Regions from separate parts of the Capsicum annuum genome. Here region 2 is linked to region 1. The links are chromatin contacts, called in public Hi-C maps. All regions are on one chromosome and are shown on one strand. The core of a region is the stretch at or near the end of the contact, and the rest is flanking DNA. Distances in the headings are between cores, read along the strand shown.

Evidence for each region. A called contact is a pair of places that touch in the nucleus more often than the background predicts.
Region 2: a contact with region 1 is called in a Hi-C map of pericarp, with 2.8 times the contacts expected there. The contact joins the promoter of LOC107875938 here to the enhancer-like site in region 1. A contact is called at or near these places in 4 of 5 Hi-C or Micro-C datasets (bud, leaf, pericarp and 1 more).

Annotation. Positions count from the first base shown.
Region 1 is chr6:210,905,666-210,912,286 of UCD10Xv1.1, reverse strand. LOC107875939 (plasma membrane ATPase 1) reads left to right here. Exons shown (of 21, transcript XM_016722845.2): 17 at 444-604; 18 at 859-1,044; 19 at 1,127-1,309; 20 at 1,391-1,569; 21 at 1,821-2,179. The coding sequence ends at 1,917. It also overlaps the pseudogene LOC107874737. Among protein-coding and RNA genes, the nearest start is that of LOC107875939, 10 kb to the left of the region's middle. Within about 2 kb of position 3,101, at least 3 of the 5 cell types and tissues checked have an H3K27ac peak or open chromatin away from gene starts, as enhancers often do. A contact at or near this core is called in leaf and pericarp, where this site is marked.
Region 2 is chr6:210,947,230-210,953,850 of UCD10Xv1.1, reverse strand. It overlaps LOC107875938 (dnaJ homolog subfamily B member 4), which reads left to right and starts at 2,943. Exons shown (of 2, transcript XM_016722843.2): 1 at 2,943-3,707. The coding sequence starts at 3,115.

The DNA.
Region 1 (6,621 bases), core at 1,852-4,351:
TTTTTGATTATGTTAAACACCACTTACTTTAGGAACAAAATGCAAAGGCTAAATAACCACTTATTTGGAACGGATGGAGTAAAAGACATGATCTTTTCTTGTTTTACTTCAACATTAATTACTTATTCTCCAAATCATTTATCAGTAACCAGACTATACATCAATGCCTGCATTCATTTGGTATACCAAAATGTAGAGAACCTACCAAAAAAGGATGATTTCCTTCAAACGACATCCAATCTTCAATTCAAATCGGAACCCCATGGGTGCACCAAAGATAAATAGTGATTAGAGAGTACTCCTCAAATGTACTTGATCATTTTTTATTTCATCAAAAGCTCTCCAATGAAGTTTAGTATCATCTGCCACTGCAGTGTTTAGTTAGTTCTCGTCTTTACACAGTGTCTTTTCTACGTCTTAACTTCTAATGTTTATAATCTCAGGTACCATTATGACAATATCAAAGGATAGGGTCAAACCATCTCCTCTGCCTGATAGTTGGAAGCTGGCTGAGATTTTCACTACTGGGGTGGTTCTTGGTGGTTACTTGGCAATGATGACGGTCATTTTCTTTTGGGCAGCATATGAGACAGATTTCTTCCCGGTGAGCATATGTTTTCCTGTATTATATCAAAAACATTGTTCAGTTATCGGGGATGAATTTACTGTAAGCTTCCAAGTAGTTGTCTGCTGTTGCCTGTGCTGTAGAACTTTTCTAATAGTCTTGTTACGATGACTATCTGTATATTGAACTACATGATCTGTTGACGTTGCTTTTTGGAATATTTTGATGTTGAATTGGTATTAATTATGTGCTGTTCTTAGTTGGTAATCTCACTCACTTTGGTGACTTTCCAGCGTGTATTTGGGGTATCAACACTTCAGAAGACAGCAACTGACGACTTCAGGAAACTTGCATCAGCAATTTACCTTCAAGTGAGCACTATCAGTCAGGCCTTGATATTTGTCACAAGATCTAGAAGTTGGTCGTTTGTTGAGCGTCCTGGTTTGTTGCTTGTGATTGCTTTTCTGATTGCTCAACTGGTAAGCCATCTGCTCATTCATTCTGGCAAAAATTTTCCAACTTCATCATTCTTATAACATTTGGTTGATTATTTGTAAACAGGTTGCCACCTTGATTGCTGTTTATGCAAGTTGGAGCTTTGCTGCAATCGAAGGAATTGGCTGGGGTTGGGCAGGAGTTATCTGGCTCTACAATTTAGTATTCTACTTCCCGCTTGATATCATCAAATTCTTGATCAGATATGCTCTCAGTGGAAGGGCCTGGGATCTTGTTCTTGAGCAAAGGGTACGAGTTATGCAGTAGATATACTCATGCTCATGTTATTTTCATCCAATGGTATATGATGGTTTTTCTTTGGTATTGCAGATCGCTTTCACCAGGAAGAAGGATTTCGGAAAAGAACAACGTGAGCTTCAATGGGCACACGCACAGAGGACCCTTCATGGGCTGCAAGTTCCTGACACCAAATTGTTTAGTGAAGCTACCAATTTCAATGAGCTTAATCAGTTGGCTGAGGAAGCAAAGAGAAGAGCTGAAATCGCTAGGTAAAGATTCTCATATTGAGTTGTTTTTTCAACAGAAGCATAGTGGACGACTAGATTATGCTTATGTTCTAGTTGCATGTGAAGTTGAACTTTTATTTGTGGCGCATTTCACTCTCCTCCCTTTTACTCATACGGGCCATGCTATATCACCACTTCTTTAGTGCTTGATTTGCTTTATCTTAGTTTTCCTCTGCTATACACATGTAGTTTTCATGACTTCTGGAACCTGAATGCTACATTTGTCATTGCAGGCAACGTGAGCTGCACACACTTAAAGGTCACGTGGAATCAGTCGTGAAGTTGAAGGGTCTTGACATAGAGACAATTCAGCAATCATACACTGTTTGATGGGAGAGTGAGCATGTTTGACTAGCGTTACTTAACCGGTGAGTTGGTGATAGAATGAAGACATAATGAGTGTGAGTTACCTCTGGAGCAACAAGTTCATAGTAGTAACGTCTTCAGCGCTTAAAAGTGCCTTATATATTCTATACATTTTTTTCCTTCGAATTTTTGTTTTTTCTTTTCTTGCTTTCAAGACTTGACTCCATTATATATGTGACAATTGACCAAGAATGAATATTTCAGCTATAACAGCATTCATCGTCTATATTCTCAAGAGTGTTTATTTCATGGTTCAACAGCATTTGATTTTTGTACTGCCTCTTGATTATAGAAGTTGAATTTTATTGCATTGGTGTATAATGGTGACTTAATATATTTGAGTGAATTTCCATAACCTGTTGTTGAATGGTGACTGGGCGTGAGCCTCCCTTTGAAGGCGAGCCTTAGAGTAACCGGTAAAGTTGCTGCTATGAGATCAGGAGGTCACGGGCTCAAGTCTTGGAAACAGTCTCTGGCAGAAATGCAAGGTAAGATTGCGTACAATACACCCTTGTGGTGGACTCCTTTCCCTCGACCCTGCGCATAGCGGGAGTTTTAGTTCACCAGGCTGTGTTTTTTTTTTTTTTGGGTTGTTGAATGGAAGAACTAAAATCTTCCAATTCTTGATCTTTACTATTGTTTTTCAAACAAACAGCTGTGTTCCATTAGTCATGCCAGGAGGAATTCTTTCTAAGAATTACCCAACTGAAACTGAAGGATTTTTTTTTCAATGAAATAGTGAACCTGTTCAACTGATCACAAGTTCAACCTTACAACAAAAGCTAAAACTTATGCGCGATGGGCAATAGAAGTTTTTCCCAACGATCTTTTTAAAAGACCAGACACAGTACGGACATCATGCATCATTTCCTGCTCATCTGTTGCAACAGATGTCTATATTTATTTGATAATGTCTATATTTGTTTGATAATTTTCAATAGATGAGTTAGCTATTGTAACAAGTTAGTCATCTATATTTGTTTGGCTACTATTAAAAGATGATAGGTCCATTTTCAAGGGTTCTCAATTACATAAAAGAGGGACTCGTTTCCAAAGAAATATCCCAAAACGTGGATGATGTTTTAGCCACCAACTGATCTTTCATAATTTCTGAACTATAGATACACAGTCCCACTTGAAGCTAACAGTTTGATCCACCTTTGACCCCCCAAAAAAACAGTTTCATCCACCCATGTGGGGTGCAAAATCCACACTAAGGGAACAAAATCAACTTTAAATAATTGTCATTTCTCTTATTAGGTTGCAACAAAACGTTATCAAATCATGAACAACCTAAGTTGCATGGACTCTTAGCTTTTGATGCAACATCCGTGTCGGATTCTTTAAAAATACACTACTTTTGGAGAATTTGACGTGCACCTGTGCCGACATTTTTGAAGAGTCTGTGCAACACAGTGAACGAACAACTACCAACAAAATGGGCAAAAACTCTAGTTTTAGATAACTATATAGTTCAGCACTGTAACCATAACTTGCCTTGCTATTACTGCTGACTGAAAATTACATTACAGTGTAATTTCGCCTCACATTGCCTCTCCTTTGTACTTGTACCATTTTGCACATACAAGCAAATATCCCAAATTCAAACTCTCTAATGCTGCAATGAGGTAATAAAAATAGTTCAATTTCCCCTTGTCAAGATCCTCAGCTAACCAACTTGATGTCTTATGAACAACTGATGAAATGGAACTTCTCAAATAACTTGACCCTGCCAATCCAACAAAGAAGAAAGACGCCCGCGATGCTCCTCATGTTTTCAGGACACTGTTTGTAGAAGAACTCGTTCTCGCTGATTAATGCAAATGCCTCGGAAAGACCTGTATACAGTTATGAGTATTTGAAGTACGTTAAAGTTGAAAAATAGTATGTGGAAGTTGAAAATGGTTAACTTTTGTTGTCGATTAATGGAAACATCCTTGACCAATTCTTTCATAGTTGTACGTCTTTCATAAATCTAAGAATTTCACTTACTATGATTTGCAAACGCTCACCTGATAATGCCATCTGAGGTATTAGCCATAGCCCTGACATAGATGAGACTGCACCTTTTCCCTGAGTCATTTGTATCATTGGCTTAGTTATTGTCAGGATTCTTCTCCTGTTTTCAACAATGCCTGATATGATCATTGTTACAATCGATAGAAGTATTCCGATTCCCATTTTCTGGAGAAGAGTTATTCCATCTTCTTTCCCTGTGAATTTCCGAAGCCTTGGAAGTACAACACGATCGTATATAGGTAGCCAAATGGTTGTGCTTAGCATGGAAATGACTATGAAAGATGCTGGTGGGATGTGAAAATTGATGTGGCCTAGTTGATTGTTACTTTGTAAGGCTTAGAAAATAACGTAATTTTGTGATTGAACAACAGAAACATAATAGATAGTTCCAGCAACCCATATTGGGATTATTTTGAGTAAGCATTTCACTTCTTCCACCTGCTGAATGCTGCAAAGTCTCCATGGATTGACTGCTGATCCATCTGATGAGTTTATCTGGTCTTCTGAGGTTTTTACTGCTGCTTTATTCAAGAATCTGAAATCATGAGCCTTTTTAGTTAGTCGATAACTCATCTCGACTTATAACTGACTTTGTGGGTCGATTTCATGTATGCTTACTATCTTTTGCACAGTTAAGAGACACCATAACATTGAATACACAACTACTTTTTGTTACATTAGATTTTAGCGAACTATGAGTTCCTCCGAAAATCAATTGACTCGAAGGCCAAATCTTCAGCATTAGGGTTATAACATGTCACTCGCCACATTAAAGCTTTGCCACTCTATAGAATCCACCTGCACCCAAGGGTGTGGCCTAGTGGTTCAATGAAGTTGGGTTGAACACTATGAGGTCTCACATTCAATTTCCAACAGAGACAAACACTAGGTGATCTCTTCCCATCCGTTCTAGCCTTGGTGGACAGAGTTACCTGGTATCTGTTGCTGGTGGGAGGTGGCAGATAGTCCGTGAAATTAGTCGAGGTGCGCGCAAGCTGACCCGGACACCACAGTTATCAAAAAAAAAAAATCCACCTCAGTTATTTTCTTTAGTCGTGTAAAAATTGGCTTCTCATATTTTTACACGAAAAAGAACTATCTGACGTGGAATTTCCACGGAAGCAGAACGATGACATGACGAATTATGTGTTATGATCAACTTCAAAAATTGAACTTCAGGTCATTTGTATTTCTTGAACAACTCACAATAGTTCAGTTTCTTAATATGTCAAAAAGTAGTGTCATTACGACTATAATTCTGTGAAATGTAAAATTTAGTGATGATACGAAAAGTATGATACTGGCAAAGATGAATTACCTAAACTGATCAGTGTAAGCAAGCATAGAACTCAAGGAATTGGAAGGCACATAGTTAAGACCTGTGCCACACTTGTTAAAGGGCTTCCCTTTGGCACAAGCCTGACATAAATCTTAGCACCAACAACGAAAAGTGCACAAGAAAGGAACATCATAATTGTTGGAATGGCTAATCCCAGTGACCAACTGATACTTGTTTGAACATACACAATGACAGTCAATGAGACCATCATAGCAAATGTGTAAGTGAAATAGTACCCCAGTTGAAGAAACTGCTGATTCCTCTTCTTCCTGATTCAATGTTGGGATCAAATTGATCTGCACCAAATGCTAAGTTACATGGCCTTATGCCAGAAGCACCAATTACTAGCAAAACAAAGCCACTTAGTAAAAATGTCATTTGTCCGGGCGTTGGACCAACACATGATGCAGGTTCTTGATTTCCACATTCAGGTGGATGCAACTTTGAGATTGCTGCTGTTAAAGTCAGAACTAGCATTCCCTGTAAACTACAACAACTTCTAAAGAATGGTTAAGGTAGTGTGCGTTTAATACGACAAAAGTCATTTTCTAGACAGTTTTCGTCTCTTTTCACGTGACCTATATTTTCCCGTGGAAAATGACTTTTGTCGTACCAAACAACTCTTAAACTCAATTTTTTTTGGATACGAGTATTTCTTGTACCAAGAAGGAAGACACTGAGGCAAATCCAATGATTTTGTAACGACCAAAGTAAGTATCAGAAAGGAAAGCTCCAAGCAAGGTGCCTAAGTTGCAAGTGCCATTGAAGATGTTGACAATATTAGTAGCTGTTATTGTCTTCTAATGAAATATACTTGTCAAATAAACCAAGAGAATTGATGAGCTTCCAATTGTTCCTAGCTTCTCAATATGTCTCATTCCCTGCAATTTTTAGCATACAAAGACGACTACGTCTCGGTCACAAACAAGTTGGCATCGACTATATGAATCCTCACTTTCATTTAAGATTATAAATTGAATAATATAAAATCTTGTCATGAAAATAAATATTTTTACTGGTGACATTTGGACTTGACACATTTATTAAGAAAGTTTGTAATAACTGACATAGCTATTTACCCTACTACCCCTAATAATTGACAAATACGTAATCAATGCTAAGGGTCATTTGAGTTTTTTTTTTTTTTTTTTTTTTATATTTCAAAAATGAAAATACATGCACTAACAATGTAAGAAGAAAATGCTATAAAAGGTTTTCTTTTTAACTATCAAACCAAATTAGGCTTATTATAAACAATTACATTTGTACACAATAAGTTTTTCTCAAACCCACAATGTGTAGCTCTTTTC
Region 2 (6,621 bases), core at 1,694-4,193, 42 kb before region 1:
TCAAATTATTTTCATAAATTTGATATTTGATATTTGATATTTTCAAACTTTGTTAAGAAACAACAACAGACCGAGTGTATCCCCACATAGTAGGGTTTGGAGAGTGTAAAATGTACGCAGTTCATATCAATACTTCCGACAAGTAGAGAGACCGTTTCCGATAAACTTCTGGTTCAAGACAAAGAATAGTAAACAAAGTCGTAATAAAACATGAAACAAGATGGAATTAACAGAAATAAGACACCACAAAGTAATTAATTTTATTCAATTGCAATAACAAAATTGAGTTTGTTAGTTGGACTATAATTAAATTATATGTATAATTATATTCTGTCCGTTTATTTTTACTATGTATATTTTTAAATTGAAACAAAATGCCAAAAGTAAGTCTTCTTTATTTGTTTGTATATACATGCATTTTCCAAATTTTGTGTTAGTTGTCATGATTTTGCTTATTACGAACTAGGTCATGATTATTTTTGAAGTCTCGTTTATTCATGCCTCTTAACATATATATTTTTCCATATTAGATAACTTCTTAACCTCATTGCATGTATGAACCATGAAAACTTTTGGCAAGATGTGACAATTACATCAGAATTGGAGGAAAAAGAGTTATTAATTTTGTCTACGCGTTTTGCTTTACTGAGAGTTGATCAGTACAACTCACGTACTTATTTATTCATCTTTTACTAGCCTATTTATATCCAACTACAATCTATTTCTTTTTTAAAAAACCACTCATCAATTAATTTTAACTCTCAGTTCTAACGAAAGATCTAAAACAAACCTCTGCAATTTACCTATAAATATGTCATTTTACGTGCAAACAACTAAATATTAATAAATTAAGAAACAAATGTGATTAATTTAAGTGGTTGAAACGTTTCAGTGTCAACCTATTAATCATCTTTGTGAAGGCGAGGTAAAGGGGAAAGAATGAATTAAGAAGAAAACACATAATTACGTCAAGAAATTAAAGATTTTTGTTAGGTTAAAGGAGTTCAAAAATGCCCAAACTCTCTATTGAGTGAAAAGTAAGGTGTAAATAATGCGTAAAAATCTCTATAAAACATAAGATTTCAAAAATCGCTAAATTTACAAAATATTACTCCATTTGTTCCTTTTTAGTGGTTATGTCATTTTTTAAGTCAATTTAACTAAATTTTAAAGAAAAATTAAATTAGATTAATTCAATATTTTAAAAATAAAATTTTGATGTTCATAAATTATATGAAAAGATTTTTTTTTTTCAATATGATTAAACAATATATATCTTAAAATAATGGTTATAATTTATATTGTTCGACTCTAGAAAATAAAATTATGATAAGCAAATCAAACGGTGCCATCTAAAATAAAATAAGAGAGTATATAAATTTTGGCTAATATTCTAAATATTGATTCTAAAATAGGCTATATTTGCACTTCCCTAGGTGGATCACCACGAGTAGGGGTGACAATTAAGCGATGTTGGTAAAATTTAGACGAGTGAAGACCTAATTTGTTCTAAATTTTTGGGATCAAAATAGATTGAGTCAAAATGAATTAGATACTGAGTTATAATCTAAGTCGTCTAATTCTTTTGTTTTTTTGGGGGTAACTATCTATAAATATTACCATAGCAAAATCAATCAAGTACAACCAAAAAGCTCCAGAGTGTAACCACCTTCATGTGATCATCACATTTAGACCTCAAAAAGAACCAAAATAAACAACATTTAACTACAAAGTTTTCCGATCAAAGTCTGACACCTCCCAGCTCTTCTGGTGTGTTACAACATGTATAATCTCTCCCTTATTTCCTCTTGTATCTATACCAGCTTAATGTTCACCTGCACATTTTATTGTTGAAATATTCTGCAATTTATAGCATGCAGTGAATAGTAAAGTGATGCTCCCCAAACAACAGCTACAATTTCATTTTTGAATTGACTCCACCTCCTTGATTTGTTCCATTTAAGAGCAGTTGTAGTACTGCTACATATAATTGTAGTCCCCAACCATTGACTCAACTTATTCCTCAGTTGTGTTATCCATTCACAAGTGGCGAATAAATGCAAATATGTCTCTTCCTTGTCATCATCACATAAACAATATTTGGTGTCATTCATCGAAATATTCAGCATTCTGAGTCTCATTTTTGTAAGCAGTCTTTCTTGATAGGCTAGCCAGACTATTACTCGTTGTTTAGGTAGCATGAGTGACCTCCACATTAATTAAGAAACCTGCACCCTTTGTCGATTTCCAAGTAAAGCATTATAACTCGATGATACTGAGTAAATACCAGTTGCTGTCAGCATGTACTTATTCCCTCGATACCAATGCACCATCTGATCCTTCAAAGAATTTAGTTTTTTTTCCAATACCAGCTGCAGTCACCAGGAAGTTTGCCTTCATATATATACTATTGATCCATTTAACCCACAACAGGTTTGCCTTCCTTGTAATTGCTAGAGCAATTTTCCAACTGCAGCTATGTTCTAATCACTACAACTTTTGAGGTTCAACCCACCACATCTCTTTGGGACACAAATCTTAATCCATGCTATCAGTGCTATCTTTTTCTTTCCTCCAGTTGCTCCCCACAAGAAATCTTTGTATAATCTATCTACCTCCTTCAATATACTCTGAGGTAATATAAACATAGCACTCTAATAGTCGTATATAGGAAACAAGATCGCCATTATAACTTGCAATCTACCTATGCATGTGATAGATGCTTGGCATAAGACACCTTGATCCTATAATTATTATTAAGTTTTAAATATTTTTTATTTATTCATCTATAATTTTTTAGTACCAAATAAAATTACATTATTTTTCTTTATTATGACTATATAGTATATCAATAAAAAAAAAGTTTTATAAAAATATTTTAACAAAATTTATTAAAAACTAATTTAAATTATATACCAATTTAATTTTTAATGAGTTAAAACAAATTAAATTAGATTAATAAATAAACGGATCAATAATCGGTTCAATGAGTTGGATCCAATTGAATTGTGTTGTTTGATTTAGAACCATGGGCCCCTCATTGACGCAATCGGTTAAACACTCTGCCTGAAATTCCATTTCTCCAGAACGAACATAGCTATTCTGAAGAAGAAAATGGGGGTCGATTATTACAACATACTCAAAGTCAATCGCAATGCCAGTGAAGAAGATTTACGCAAAGCATATCGCCGATTAGCGATGATCTGGCACCCGGACAAGAACCTCGGCAACAACAAATACGAAGCCGAAGCGAAGTTCAAGCAGATTTCTGAAGCGTATGATGTCCTCAGCGATCCACAGAAGCGTCAGATCTACGATTTGTATGGTGAGGAAGCTTTGAAAACTGGTCAAGTACCCACACCTCCAAGAGGTGGACCCCACAACATGCGGAATCCGCATCCGAATCCTTCGTTTCGGTTTAACCCTAGAGATGCTGATGATATTTATGCGGAGCTGTTTGGGTCCTCTTCGTCGGCGGCGGGGGAGAGTAGTAGTGGGAGGGGGAGGAAAGGTAGGGATGGGTTTTTTAGGAGTACCGCGAATGGTGGAGCCGAGTTTTCTGGTGTGGGGAATTCGGGGACTGGAGGAGGTGGTGCGTTCAGAAAGGCGGCGCCGGTGGAGAATGTGTTGTTGTGTAGTTTGGAGGATTTGTATAAAGGAGCGAAGAAGAAGATGAAGATTTCTAGGACTGTTCTAGATGCTTCCGGGTATGTTTAATTTTAGTCTGCATTAAGTTTTAGAGTATTAATTTTAGCCTGCATTAAGTTTTAGAGTAACTGTTAAAGTTGCTACCATGTTACAAAAAGGTCATGGGTTCAAGTCGTGGAAATAGCCTCTTGCAGAAATGCAAGGTAAGGCTGCGAACAATATACCCTTGTGGTCCGGTCCTTCCCCGGACCCGCGCATAGCGGGAGCTTTAATTTAATGCACTGGGCTGCCCCAACTTGGCTTATTTGTTTTCTTTTAATTGCAAGATTAGATTTTTATTGCAAAATTTGTTGAGCATTTTGTTAAAGATTAGATTTTTCACTATCGGGGAGTTCTTTGTTGCATTTTGTGAATTTTGATAAGAGTAGTGCATGGGGATGTAGTATGTTTCTAGGCTACTTTGTCAGCTGTTAGAACTTCAAAAGAGCATTTTCGGAGTTGGATGAGATATGTCTGCGCGTAATCATAATTTGAAGTTGCATTTCATGCCTAGTATGTTGGTTATTATCTGGCAATGTTAATGTGCATTTGTGAGTTTAAGATAGTTCGTTGAATGCCTAATAAAAACATTAGATTCTCAGTGCAGTTATATCCTTACACGATGGAGTATGTGCTTGACTAGGGAACATAACAACCCTTTTTGCGTCTACAAAATGGCTAGATTGGCGGGATACTGTAAAGTTGTTAGTTGGTGCATTTAGCACCACGTGTATAACTTGCAAAGGAATGTGTTATCCTGGAGATTCACTACTAAGTGATTTTAGGTCAGGAAAAAGGTTTACTTCCTAGAGTGATACTTAGGTCTAGAATTGACTGCAAATGCATGAATATACAGTACTTTAGCAAATGTTCGGTACCTATAGGTTAAGGTATTCTTATCTAGTTATCTTACTTCTTTTTTCCATGTTTTTTGGACTAGTAAAATCCATTTCATCATTATAGCACCAATAGATTCTCAAAACAGCATACATCAGCAAGTGTTTTAGAATCTTTTTGCATACGACGACTAATAAATCCAAAATAGCGTCAAAATCACACGAGTTTGTCAATTTACACAAAAGTCCCAGTGATTTTTCTTGATATAGTAAGGGAGCATTTTGTATAAACAAAAGGCGGAACCAATTGTCAGACACCTAAAACTCGCACGGCTTTTCACTTAGACACCTCAAGTAAGCCTTGTACATTTTAAATACCCATAGTAGGCCTTGCTGTGTCATTTTGACACTTCCGGCACCAGCTTTTAAAAGCCTTAAATGCGTGTTCACAATCGCTTGCAACATGGATTAAATGGTAAATTGAATCGTGCCAGATCATTTTCTAAAATCACTGTATCATTATACACACACAAAGACAAATTAAAGAGAAAAAATGAGGGTCAAAACACATGGAAAAGTGACCAATGAATACATGACATGTGACCTTTTTACTCAAATAATTATAAAAAGGGTTTTGACCAATTAAAAGAACCCCCACCCCACACGGTCACCTTCTCCGTCATATCCTTCCTTTTTCATGGTCTTTTCTTCCACACCCACCCTGATTTGATTGTCTTCTTCACAGTACCCCCCTCTCATTTTTTCATTTGATTTGCTGTTTAGAAGTGCGAATGTGAAATTTATTAAGTTATAGTGGCTGCGTGAAAACCTAAGTGATGCACATGAGAAAACATTGGCGGTAAGGAATGTTTTTCCCATAAAGATCAATTCTTCTTGGATTGCACATTTGGCTAAAATCATGATTGCAGATCATTTTTTTCTTCTCCATCCTTTTAAAAAAAGGAGTTAAGATTTAGCTTGCAATATTGATGTGTTATTTTTAACAATCAAATGGGCCCATCTTCTTCCAATTTGGCTATTGCAACTAATGAACAGATTTGAGTCAAAAAATCTGACCTCCATTGAAGGAGTTTAAGCTTGGGGAAATGGAGGGAGAGAGAAAAAAAAAATGAAAATTGACTAGATAAGTCTCTCACGCTATATTAATTAGTGTATCACACTCACTTTGTCATGTCCGCAAAAAGTATCAAAATGACAAAGTGGGTGCCTACTACGGGTGTTTAAGAGGTACAAGTCTTACTTTAAGTGTCTAAGTGAAAAATCGTGCTAACTTTAGGTGTCTGTCGATGGGTGTCGATGGGTTCTGTCTAAACAAAAAAACACAAAGATTATGTAGTGGTTACATGTGGTTCTAATAAGTGTGTCAGTATCCATATCCACAAAAAGCTCAGTGATTGAATACACCTAAACTATATGATCGCTTGGATTGGAGCTTGAACCTGTGAACTAAGACACAAGTTCCTCAACCTCGGCCAATTAAACTAACCCTTGGGGTCACGTGGAATAGTTTTTATTTGAAATGTATCTTCACATTCTTGCATAACTACGAATTTAATGATACAGTAGAGTAAAGTTTTAGTTATATCATGACAAATATTGGAGAAATTTTATTTTATGAGTCACATAACCAATACTACTCATGTGGGTCCCACTTGCTTATGAAAACATAAAACTAAAAGAGACAACTTAAAAGTTTACGTTTACCCTATTTTAATTAAGCGCCAAAATAAGTAATAAAATAAATTAAACATTAACAAAAGACACAACTGGAATTTAATTCCGTTGTGTTGTAGAACAAGAGAAACAAAGTATTATGTACCCAAAAATTAACTTGGGGGACTTGCAAGTGGTCACTTTGAACTTTAAGTATGAACATTGTTTAGAGAATGATAATACTTGATTTAGTTTATATCAATTATTTTATTTTTGGTTAAAAATTATCTATTATTTATGTGTAAATACTTTTGTTTTAATTTAAATTATATTAGTCTACAATATAATGACGCTAAGCTTATTTGATTATTTTTTCTTACTTTATGATTCTTTGATTGTCCATATGTGTTACACTAATCGGGTA